Regions from separate parts of the Mus musculus genome. Here regions 1, 2 and 3 are each linked to region 4. Evidence: chromatin contacts called from public Hi-C data. All regions are on one chromosome and are shown on one strand. The core of a region is the stretch at or near the end of the contact, and the rest is flanking DNA. Distances in the headings are between cores, read along the strand shown. Region 1 overlaps Ptprg (protein tyrosine phosphatase, receptor type, G). Region 2 has its middle 200 kb from the start of Mir5124b. Region 3 overlaps Ptprg (protein tyrosine phosphatase, receptor type, G). Region 4 holds the start of Ptprg (protein tyrosine phosphatase, receptor type, G).

Evidence for each region. A called contact is a pair of places that touch in the nucleus more often than the background predicts.
Region 1: a contact with region 4 is called in a Hi-C map of cerebral cortex, with 2.8 times the contacts expected there. The contact joins the enhancer-like site here to the promoter of Ptprg in region 4. A contact is called at or near these places in 4 of 39 promoter capture datasets (embryonic stem cells, frontonasal cranial neural crest, hippocampal neurons and 1 more), 1 of 15 datasets of contacts at CTCF or cohesin (the NIH/3T3 cell line), 11 of 484 Hi-C or Micro-C datasets (MC3T3-E1-derived osteoblasts, cerebellar granule neurons, cerebellum and 6 more), 19 of 115 datasets of contacts at active chromatin or transcription factors (the NIH/3T3 cell line, cardiomyocytes, craniofacial prominence and 12 more) and 2 of 9 other capture datasets (adipose tissue and embryonic stem cells).
Region 2: a Hi-C map of the N1E-115 cell line shows a contact between it and region 4, with 8 times the contacts expected there. The contact joins the enhancer-like site here to the promoter of Ptprg in region 4. A contact is called at or near these places in 1 of 484 Hi-C or Micro-C datasets (the N1E-115 cell line) and 2 of 115 datasets of contacts at active chromatin or transcription factors (embryonic midbrain and forebrain).
Region 3: a contact with region 4 is called in a Hi-C map of Sertoli cells, with 2.6 times the contacts expected there. The contact joins the enhancer-like site here to the promoter of Ptprg in region 4. A contact is called at or near these places in 3 of 39 promoter capture datasets (hippocampal neurons and liver), 5 of 484 Hi-C or Micro-C datasets (Sertoli cells, cortical neurons, embryonic stem cells and 1 more), 15 of 115 datasets of contacts at active chromatin or transcription factors (astrocytes, craniofacial prominence, embryonic forebrain and 9 more) and 2 of 9 other capture datasets (adipose tissue and embryonic stem cells).

The regions. Positions count from the first base shown.
Region 1 is chr14:11,834,587-11,837,286 of GRCm38.p6, reverse strand. The region is part of intron 2 of Ptprg (protein tyrosine phosphatase, receptor type, G); the gene reads right to left. Among named protein-coding and RNA genes, the nearest start is that of Gm52128, 260 kb to the right of the region's middle. Within about 2 kb of position 1,381, at least 4 of the 459 cell types and tissues checked have an H3K27ac peak or open chromatin away from gene starts, as enhancers often do. A contact at or near this core is called in cerebellum and cerebral cortex, where this site is marked.
Region 2 is chr14:11,082,229-11,084,928 of GRCm38.p6, reverse strand. It overlaps a transcript of Fhit not described here. Among named protein-coding and RNA genes, the nearest start is that of Mir5124b, 200 kb to the left of the region's middle. Within about 2 kb of position 1,303, at least 9 of the 459 cell types and tissues checked have an H3K27ac peak or open chromatin away from gene starts, as enhancers often do. A contact at or near this core is called in the N1E-115 cell line, where this site is marked.
Region 3 is chr14:12,018,163-12,020,862 of GRCm38.p6, reverse strand. The region is part of intron 4 of Ptprg (protein tyrosine phosphatase, receptor type, G); the gene reads right to left. Among named protein-coding and RNA genes, the nearest start is that of 3830406C13Rik, 260 kb to the left of the region's middle. Within about 2 kb of position 1,257, at least 8 of the 459 cell types and tissues checked have an H3K27ac peak or open chromatin away from gene starts, as enhancers often do. A contact at or near this core is called in Sertoli cells, where this site is marked.
Region 4 is chr14:11,552,110-11,554,809 of GRCm38.p6, reverse strand. It overlaps Ptprg (protein tyrosine phosphatase, receptor type, G), which reads right to left and starts at 1,257. Exons shown (of 30, transcript NM_008981.3): 1 at 478-1,257. The coding sequence starts at 562.

The sequences.
Region 1 (2,700 bases), core at 132-2,631, 280 kb before region 4:
CAGTGGCTAGAAGTGCTGGCTGTTGAGCCCCTGTATTCACTTGTCTCTGTTTGCACCTCTGGCCTTGAAATTACAAATGTGCAGCACAGCGCCTGGTTTTTACATGTGTCCTCGAGATCCAAACTCGGGCCCTTACCTTGTGTGGCAAGCACTTTATTGAATGAGCCATCTCTGCAGCAACTATCTTGCCAACTTGGCTACGTTGAGTGTGAAGTGCAGAAGCATAAGGCAATTTACCAGTGGTGTATCACAGTTTCTATCTCCCACAGTAACCATTAACTGCCATAGACCCTCAGGGAGGAGTACAGGTGAGGCCCCCCAAGCAGAAATTATGCATATTCTTGAAGAATACTATAGAAGTAAAGTCTGCTTATTTGTTAATGCAGTTTTTATTTATTAAACTCTTCTCATCGACAAATATAGGCCCATCGAAGACTCATATATCAAATCCTTTATTTATAATTCTGCGCATTGTTTTATTAACAACAAAAACCTACTCACAGTCAATCATAATGAAAACTATTCAGAGTCAGGGCTGACAGTCGTGGCAGCGTGGGTCTGCAATTTTGGAACAATGAGCAGCAAGGTGGATGTTGGAGGATCTTGAGATCCAGGCTACAGAGAATGACTGTCTAAAAGCAAAGCAAATACAAGGTTGGACTGTATGTAACTCAATTAGGGTGTGGTCTGCTGCCAGTTAAGCCCCTAAGCTTCTGTTTTCATCAAGTAGAACAAAAGTAAATGGGATGGAGTATACCCCGCCTTATTTCTAGATAAAGGTTATAGGTTGAATAAGTGGAAGGAGGAAGGAAAGGGGAGACACACATACACACAGAGCGAGCGAGCGAGCGAGCGAGAGAGAGAGAGAGAGAGAGAGAGAGAGAGAGAGAGAGAGAGACTGACTTTGCCTCCTAATTAGAACTTGTGAGAAGAAAAGGCAGTTAAAATAACAGGGAGAGCTTGTCAAAGGCAGAAGGCAGATGGTATGATCACGTGTGCACACACCCACCAGGTGCACAATTACAGCTCACCTCCAAGTGGGCAGTATTCCACCTGATAGACACCTGAATCGGTAGCCCAAGTCTCAAACACAAGCAAGGCTGCTCCCTAGCCTAGGTGGCCTTCCTATGCAAGCACGTCCCAGTTTCCCTGAGACATGGGTAAAGGACTTTCTTGATTCTTAGAGTCACCCACATAATGTAACAGGGAAACATATAACATATAGTGTTAATTTAACACTAAAACAAAAACAAAAACACCAGTCCTCCAGTGGAGCAGCTCCTCTTCCAAAGCATTCTCCCTCGCAGGCGGAAGCAGGTACCTCTGAGCCAGTCAGACACTGCTGGATGAAGAGTAGGTTGTTCTCAACTGGCTCTCCCTCCTCCAGAGCCGGCTATGGAGCCAGAACACAAACTACAGGCTGTGGCTACACTCAGTCTTAACACCTCTGTGATTGACACATCATTTCTACGCACTGAAAAGAGACACCAGAAAGGGAAGGCAACATCAAAGCTCCAGATTCCTGAGCCCTTTATCTCTGGAGCATCTCTTTCCAACAATTATAGACGGGGAGAAGATAGGGGAAGGAGGGAACAGGCACTTTTAAAAGTAGCTGGTTACTGAACCGAAGGAGGACCCTATAAGGTAAGTCTTTGACGATTCGTTTCACTCTATCCTAACCTGCTTTGTTGTACAAGTCCACAGAAAAGGAATTGTTTGATGCCCAGAATATTCCACAATGAGAGGCTACCAATGGGATGTAGTCTCATCTCAGAACTTCAGTGAGGTGTTCTAGCCTGTTACTCTAATGTTAGCCTTTGACTAGGCATCTTACTTCAGCACATGAACACTTTGGATTAGACCAGATCATTCTTTATCTTATTGTTAAAGTAAAACCAACTATATCAGGTAAAATACTAGGGTAAAAACTACTAAGTCCTTCTGTCAATCAGGGGCCTACAGCTGGGTCTGAGATAGCAAAGCTGAGCAGAGAAAAGGATCCGTGTGTGATGCAAACTGCCCTGGATCCTGCACAGAAAGGGGTTTGGCTTGTTCTTGCTGTGGGTGGTAGAAATGGGGCACAATATTCTCTGTTTAGGGCATAAACGGCTTGGCTGCTCTAGCATCCACCCCATAAATATTTATTGAACTAAAAATCCTAAATTCATAAAAGAATTTAGAATGCTAGAATCCAGTAGGTTGCTCCCTGCATTGAGGAATAGGTGCCTGTGCTGTACACAGAGAGGATGATATTGCATTCTTGTCACCGTCCCTTACATATAAATTGTGCTCCCTAAAGGACCCAAATTCTACCAATCTAGTTGATCTTCAAACTTTGCCCAACATCTAAGTGGGGAGTGTGGTGGTCTGAATGGAACTGGTCCATGGGAAGCTGTGCTATTAGGAGGTACTGCTGTACTGGAGGAGGTGTAGCCTTGTTAGAGGAAGTTTGTCACTCTGAAGGTGGGCTTTGAGGTCCCATATACCTCATATACCACTCCTGGGCCAGTGTGGTCTAGACCCTCCTCCTAGTGGCCTTTGGAAGAGAGTTTCCTCTTGGCTGCCTTGGGATCAAGATGCAGAATTCTTGGCTCATCTATCTACAGAAAGCCATCCTTCCCACCATGATAATAATGGATTGAACTTATGAAACTGTAAAACAGTCCCAATTAAATATTGTCTTTTATAAGAGTTACCTTG
Region 2 (2,700 bases), core at 54-2,553, 470 kb after region 4:
TGTATGTGGTAAAGCTCAGAGGATGCCAGGTGCAAGGTTACAAGAGTCGTCTCCCAGTGGACCTAGGAGGATGCACCTAACTCCTTGAGTGCTGACAGGGAAGCTCATTAGAGGCTCCGCACAGAGGTTTTTGTAGTAGGCTGGCCACAAAGCTATCCTATGCCTAATATGATCACAAATGTAGGGTCACAGCCAGAACACAACCTCTTAGCATGAACTCTGCTATCTGAACAATTAGATTAGGCACAGAGCCACCCTTAATAGTTGTAGGAATGACTGGAGCCCTTCTATAATTCAGGGGTCTCAGATGCTAGCCCCAAGTCACAAGCAGGCTTGCTAAAGACGGCAAGCTGAGGATGCTGTGTTATCTTCTCCAGGGCACATGGGCTGATGAAGCAGCCTTGCTTTCAAACACTTCAACAGAGAAAAACAGGAGCTAATTGAGTGACATGAATGTGGGAGGACCTTGTTTGTTGTTAGACTTGAGGGTCTGGACAGTGGAGGCCCACGACTTTCAGTCTTTGTGAGAGATCTTTTATCAAACAGAGACAGCGGGGTGTGGTACTTTGGAACATTGCTGAAAGTTCTGGGATAGGTGGGTAGACCTCTGGGCAGGATCACCCATGAAATGGCTGTTGGTCTCCTAAGTGTCTCCTCACTTGGATGTTGAAAAGATTTGCTAGGAAATGAAAGGAACCAGCTGGTGCTTTTTTCAGCGGCCATGAATGCTGCAATAAGTGCAGTCTGCCATCACAGGGAGGCACGTGATTGCCTCATTGGCTTAGAAGAATATTCAATGAGGCAGAGCTTCCTGGAGAGAGCGGAAATGATGACAGGGACAGTGCCTGGGAGGATTGCCTTTGGCAGTGACCTGGCAGGAGAAGAAGGCCTATTGGGTCCTCCCTTTGAGGAGATCTGCATGTGGAAGGCTGGGCAATGGGCTTTTATTTAAAAGGGAATAGATGAACCACTGAATTGGAGCTTGAAGTTGGCTTTATTTGAAAATGCTTTCAAAAGCTGTTTTGACAAGAATGGGGAGGAGGCAGTGGTATCATTAAATAAGCTGGCAACTTTTGTAACCAGCTTTTTTGGTTTTCACCTCTAGGGAGAGTCAATAAACTTTGATTCTCAGCATTAATGTAATTATTTTGATTTTTTTTCTGGCTCATTCGAGAGAAGGCTGCAAAGCTGCAATATCAGATGGCCGCAAGCAATTCAGAAATCCCGTATCCCCAAGGACACCCGCTGCCTTTCAGAAGTAGCAGGCAAGGGGGTGGAATAAATCATTTCCTCTGATCTTGTTAGTGTGGAGAATAGTGTGGGGAAGTGAGTGCATTGCAGGACTGGTGGTGACAGGCTGCTGTAGGCAGGGTGAGCCGAATAACAACATGCCCCTGCATCTCAAAAAATACTTTTGTGTGTGTATACACACACACACACACACACACACACACACACACACACACACACACACACGCACACACACACACACACACATACATATATATATATATATATATGCGTGCGTGTGTGTGTGTGTGTGTGTGTGTGTGTGTATGGAGGCCAGCAGTTGATGATGTCAAGTATTCTCTGCTGCTGCCGGACACCTTAGTTTTTTGAGGTAGGCAGGGTCTCACTGAATCTAGAGATAGCTGCTGCAGCCAACCTGGGTAGACATGCCCATGTTTTGGGTGCTGGGGACCTGACCTCAGCTCTCCAGGATTGCATAGCAAGAACTTTACCCACTGAGACATCTCCCAGCCCTTGCAATCATCATCTTCATAGCAACACCAATGCTGGCCTTACAGAGTGCTACAAACATTGTTTTCTAGAAATAACTTCAACTTGCTAGTTGAGGCTCTGATATTAGAATTTTAGAATTTCCTATTTAATATAGCTTTTCCTGAGGAGATACTTTAAATTTTATTTATATATCTATATCTAAGATTATATATCTACATAAAAAATCACCCATTAGATCCATCAAAGTCAAAAAGGAAATATTACCCAAATGATTAGCTGTTTAGAAGTTTGGAGACACAGAAACCCATAATTACAACCTTTCTCAAATCAAATGTTCCCTTTCAGTGATCTCATTAATTTAAATGTATTATTTTCTACTTCACAAAATTGTATTTTTCTTATTGTAAAAAGCATATATTATCTGTATTTTACAGCTTCTCACATAATCGCTTACTGCTCACGTGCTTGCCTAGGGTTTCCGTGTATGCTTGGACATGTTAACATTAGACAGTTGTTGATAAGTTCATAGCATGGTAGATTTTAGGTGACATTATTGCTCACATTCTGCTTCTCACTAGGCCAGCTGTTGTCACCAATGGCAGGGACTGCACTGTCTGTCCCACTGGGCATTGGAATGGCTGACTAACTGGTCACCCCAAGACTTCTGTATTTCTAGTCTATTTTCCAGAGTGATGTCATCTGACTTTATAAAATAAAACAGACTTCTTGTCATTCCTTTAGATATGCCTACTGCCCTTCAACATGCAGCTCCAATGTAACTGGTTTCCAGCTCCGCTCAGACTCAACTCCTTTACCATACAAATCTAATGTGCCTTGAGAGTACCCTTTCCTCTGCCTCCTTTATACCTGCTCTCTTACCCTTCTCTTTCAGGGAGTCTCATTGGTTATTCTAGGCAATTTTGCTTCTACTTTTGTGCCATAGACACACACACACAC
Region 3 (2,700 bases), core at 8-2,507, 470 kb before region 4:
AATTTTCTTCAGACACTTTACCCCACTATCCACCATATGGTCAGACAATGAAGGCTGAACCCCACTGGCATTCTCTGATGCTCAGTCACTGCCAAACTCAGGGGTCCCCAGGTTCTAGTAGATGTCCTGGCTAGAACATTGTGAGACCTTGGAGCAGTGGTTCTCAACCTGTGAGATGCCACCCCTTTGGGGGTCACTTATCAGATATCCTGCATATCAAATATTTATATCACAATTCACAACAGTAACAAAATTACAGTTGTGAAGTATCAATGAAATAATTATATGGTGGGGGGGGGTCACAAGGAACTGTATTAAAGGGTCACAGCATTAGGAAGGCTGAGAACCACTGCTCCAAAGGGAACATCCCAGTGGTAGTTGCTACTAATTTGGAATAAAGTTTAAGGCTGTTAAAAACAACAAGGTGCCAAAGTATTGCTTTATGAAGACAAGAATGCACAGTACACAGACAGCCATTCGTCCCGCTGTCAACTGCTGCTTTCATTATCTATCCTGAAGAGCTGATTGATATATAAAGTGTCCAGAGAGACTAGACGCTAAAGATAATTGTGCTCAAACACATGTGTCCTCAGCTTGTCTCAGATCAGTCATATAGAACCTAACTCCCAGAGGTCTGTACAGCAAGGCTGGTTCAGAATCTCTGAACTCAGCAATCGGCTACCACTGACAACTGTGCTCGCAAAACCTCCTGACCAACACTGTAGTGCACAGGGGAGTTAAAATGGACAGATGTTTAAAACTGGCTGCCTTCACTGGGATTGAAGTACTTGCTGATGTTACAGAGTTCAAAAAAGGACCAGCAATAGTAACAAAAGACTATAGCCAGGTTTGCTGCCAATTACTAAGAGAATGACTAGATCAATTGAAGGGCATTTGTACTGTGGAGTATTAAGCAGAAATGTAAAAGAATGATCTAATCTATACTTTTCAACTAAAGGGGAAAAGACAGAAATACAGAGCGAGAGAGATGACTGATGAGAGACTTAACTGTTGCTTCTTCTGAGATCTGAAAATACAGGGTTGAAATGAAGAAATGACTTTCATAAGATAGATTCTGTACTTTTTACCACATCAATAAAACCTCTCTTCATAAATATTTGAATGGACAAGCACAAGACAACAACCTCAAAGGGAGATGAAGTGGAGCCCAGCCGCACACGGTCATAGGATGCACGGTCAGACAGAACTAGATACAGACATAACTGCAGACCAGTGCAGAGTTCCCATAGAGCTTCTGAGTAACCTTGGGGCAGTCTCAGAGTGAGTACATTCATGTAAACAGTATTTCTAGGAAGACACAGGGGCTTACTGTCTCCCAGAATCACAGAGCATGCTCATGTGGTTACTGTGAATGGTCGGTCACCTAGGAGTTATCTAGACACATGTGAACTCCTCTGTTCTTAAAAATGCAGTATAAACACTTTACAGAGAATTTGACCTTCAGACAACTCACTGAAAGAGGGGCTGTTTTACAATCATTTTAAAGACTAGAAAGGGAGGTTTGGACAGATGAGGAATTACTTCAAGGACACAGCTGGCTTGCTGACTTCTACAGATGAACCAATTTAAACACACACTTCTAAAGGTTCAGAGATACGATCTACATATGAGAGAGAACATTTGGCATTTGTCTGAATTTGGCTTATCCAACTCGAAATAATTATTTTCATCTCCATCCATTTACCTGCAAATATCATGATTCCATTTTTATAGCTGAATAATATCCTATTGAGATCATGGGTCATATGTATGTTCTATTCATCAGCTGGTGGACACGTAGGCTGTTTCCATTTTCTAACTACTGTCAACAGAACAGGACTGAACATAGATGAGTACATATCTCTGCAGTAGGAAGGACATACTGTCTTTTGGAATAAGCCTATGATGGCTACTGATGTTCCACATGGTCGTTTTCTTCACGGCATCCGCACTGATTTCTACAGTGGCTACACCAGCCTGTACTTCCACCAGCAGCAAATAATTGTTCCCCTTTCCCTAGATTCATGCCAAAGTTTGCCATTTGTTTTCTCGGCCTTAGCCATTCAGACTGGGATCAGGGGAGAAAGTAGAACAAAAGAGGTATGAATGGGAAAGTAGCATAAAGGAATAGAGGGATGAAACAGGGTGGAAGGTGGGGAAGGCAGTGTTGGGGGAGGGGGACCTAACACCTAAGTGCACTGAAACATGTATAGAAATGTACCATTCTAGAAGCTTCCTGGCATGTACGTACACATAAAAAGAGTTTAAATGAAGGTACCATATACAGGGAGTATGCTGCTCTCTGACGCTAGAGTCTATCAAATAAAATGCTCAGTGCCAAGTATGGGTTACTTTCTTTCCAGCTGTTAGGCAGAAGGTCATGGAGACCCCCAAAACAATACAGCCAATGGCCTGTGCTCTGGTTACCCTACTGGACTGGATGGGTGTTTGAGTCAGCGTACTCATTCTTAAGTAACAGGACATGAAGAGAATTGAGCTGGCACTGATCTGGACCCTTTATTTCATGCTAGCCTTGATAGTCAGGAGGGCCTATGCATGCTAAAAGAAAGGTAATCGGCAAAGAAAGGTACCGAGTTTGTACCCAGATGTAAACTCTGAAAGCTACCTAAGGACTGGCCTAGCAAGATACACTCAGGGGTACAATGTGGACTGGGTGGTCTTAGAGTTGCCCGTTTCTTT
Region 4 (2,700 bases), core at 8-2,507:
GGGTCGGAGGGATGCAAAGTGAGCCACGATTATGAGCTCCTTCTATCCCCGCAGAAGCAACGGGAGCACCCCATATTACTCAAACCAACAGAGCATCCTTCCCACAGCCAATCTCCCCAGACATCCTATCGTGCAACTATAGCCCTCCGGATCAGCTCCGGATCAGCAAAGCAAGTCGCCTTCCCCCGCCCTCCCATACTCCAGATGCTTCAAGCTTCCCAAGCCACAGTCAGAGCACATCTCTGAGTCCCCAACCCTCCCTTCCAGCCCGCCACTGCTTCTGCCCTCTCTGACCATCAGCCTCCTAGAACACTGCCGGAGCCAATGAAGCAGAGCTCTCTTTCCTCCTCGGTAGCCCGGCCCCCCTTCACCCTCTCCGCGGTCCCTAGACTGGCGCCCAAGCTCCGCGCCCCGGCGACAACTCCGCATACCCCGCGCGCCGGCCAGAGACGCGTCCCATCGGCGGCCCTCACTCACCCGGGAAGCACACCACATAATGAAGCACAGAACTGGTGATTTTCAGGAACAAAATCCACCAACACGGTTCCAGTAACCTCCGCATGTCCGAAAACGCACATCGAAAAGAGAAAGGCAGGGGGGGTAAACTTGTTGAATAAGTTCTTGCTTCCGAGCGAGGCTCCGCTAAGCCTGGAGGCTTTCACGGCTCGCCCGCCACACGGGGCCCCCCACACTCGGCCACCGGTCCCGCTGGAATCCGGGAAGCTGCCAAGCGCTCCCGAGAAAACCTCAAAAAGTGACCGGGAATGCAAAGCCAAGCTAGGGACGATCCTCTCGGAGGAGAAGGGCTGCTTTCCGCTCAGACACGATCCAGCCGACAGGCAGGGCGAGGAGAAGACGCACGGCGGCAGAGCCCGGGGCCCGGAGCAGGCAGGGACCGCGGGTGGCGGTGGCTAGCAGCGGAAGAGCCCCAAGTTGAGTCGGCAGCGCAGCGCAGCCCGAGAACCAGCGGGCGACGGCGGGGCTGTGCGCGGCGCGGCGGCTCCGGGCTTCAGGCGGGCAGCTCCTTCCAGGGCCCCGGCAAGGAAGGAGGCATGTCTGCGAGCCTGGAAAGGGAGGGAAGCGGCGGGGCGGAGCGCAGAGCCCCCCAAAACACAAACGGCCAGTGGAGCGCAGGGAAACACAAAGGATCTCAGAGGGGCGCCGGGGCGAGGGCGCCTTCAGTCCATGCTCCTGAAAGTTGTGGCTCCGGCGCAGGCTGGGGAGGAACCGAGAGCGCGGGGCTGGAAACTGGCCATGCCTCCATACAGGAAGTAACATGTGAGCATGGATCCTGGCAGAGACTTTAAAGCCGGCGAGCGGGCGAGCGAGCGAGCTGGGGGCGCGCGGCGGCGGGGGCGCGCAAGCACGGGCGCGCGGTGACGCGCATCCCCGAGCTGCCGCCGGCGGGGGCGCGCGTCTCTTAAAGCGGCCGTGCTGGGCTCCGGCTTCCAAGGACTTGCACTACTCTCCTCTCCAGGCGTGCCTAGGGCTATGGGTGTGCGTTTAGGGGAGCTGGTAACCCTGAAGACAGGGAAGAGACCAGCTGCCATCCAGGGTCGGCATGGCTTTGCTCCATTTTCGAGTTCTTAAAGACGAAGTACGGATTCGGAGAGATCCCTGACCTCGTTCATGGATCCGGAACTTGGGGGAGGGGGAAAGGGTGGTCTGGTTGGAATCTGGGGGAGAGGAAAGGACCAGCAGCTACATTTTCATGGAGAGGGGACTTCCGTAAGGCCTCACCACCTGGACGGTGTCTTGACGGGGTGCACCTCCAGCGTCCCTCTCCTGCTGCGTTCCCGGGCTAAGAGACAAAGCCCAGCGGCCTTTGCACTCAGGTTTCATTGAGGTTTTTTTGTTGTTGTTGTTTCCCCTTCCCCCTTTCCGAGCTTCCATTGTTCGAATCTACCTCTGGGAGATAGGGAAAGGGACGGGAGTCCATCCCAGGCTAGCAAAATCCAGCTCCAGGCCCACATCGGCTTTTCCCAAACCACGAAGGTCTGTCGTGGACTTTTCCCCAAACTACGAAGGTCTGTCGCGGAGTTTTCCCAACCCCCGGATTCGGGAAGAAGGTGGCTGCAACTTGGCCTGGTTAGGCAGAGGGCAAATGAAGTGCGCCTCTCACCCGGGGCAGGGGAAAGCAGCACCCCGGGGCAGGACTGGTTTCCCGCAGCCGTCCTAGGAGACACGGCTTAAGTAAACTACAGGGAGAGGCATCCGGGGGAAATGCAAGGGCTAGGTTTATCTGTAATGAGTTTTGTCCCTTGGCTCTCACAGAGATCTTTATCGCTTGGGCTTTTCAGCAACCTATTTTTTCCTCCTACGTTGGTGCTAAAAGAGGGGAGGCAGGTTTTGGTTTGGGTTTTTTTTTTCCATCAAATTTGTAATTGAGCCAACGTAATTAGCCATTTGTATTTTTTTCATAGTTGTTCTGCCACTCTATGAAAAGGATATGGACATATTTTTAAAGTGTCCCCTTGCCGTTTCATCGCAACGCGGCACTGTCCCACACCCACCCAAACATCTCAACCGGATGTTCTTTCGGTTTTCAAATACTATACAGATGCTCTGAGAGTCTGTGGCATTGTTTAGGAAAGCAGTCTCGCACCCACAATTCCAAAGGAAAAACCTCTGAAAAGTTTGGGGTGCAAAACTAGTAAATGCCAGGAAGTTCCTGGAACGGGCCCCCAGATCTATCTTTAG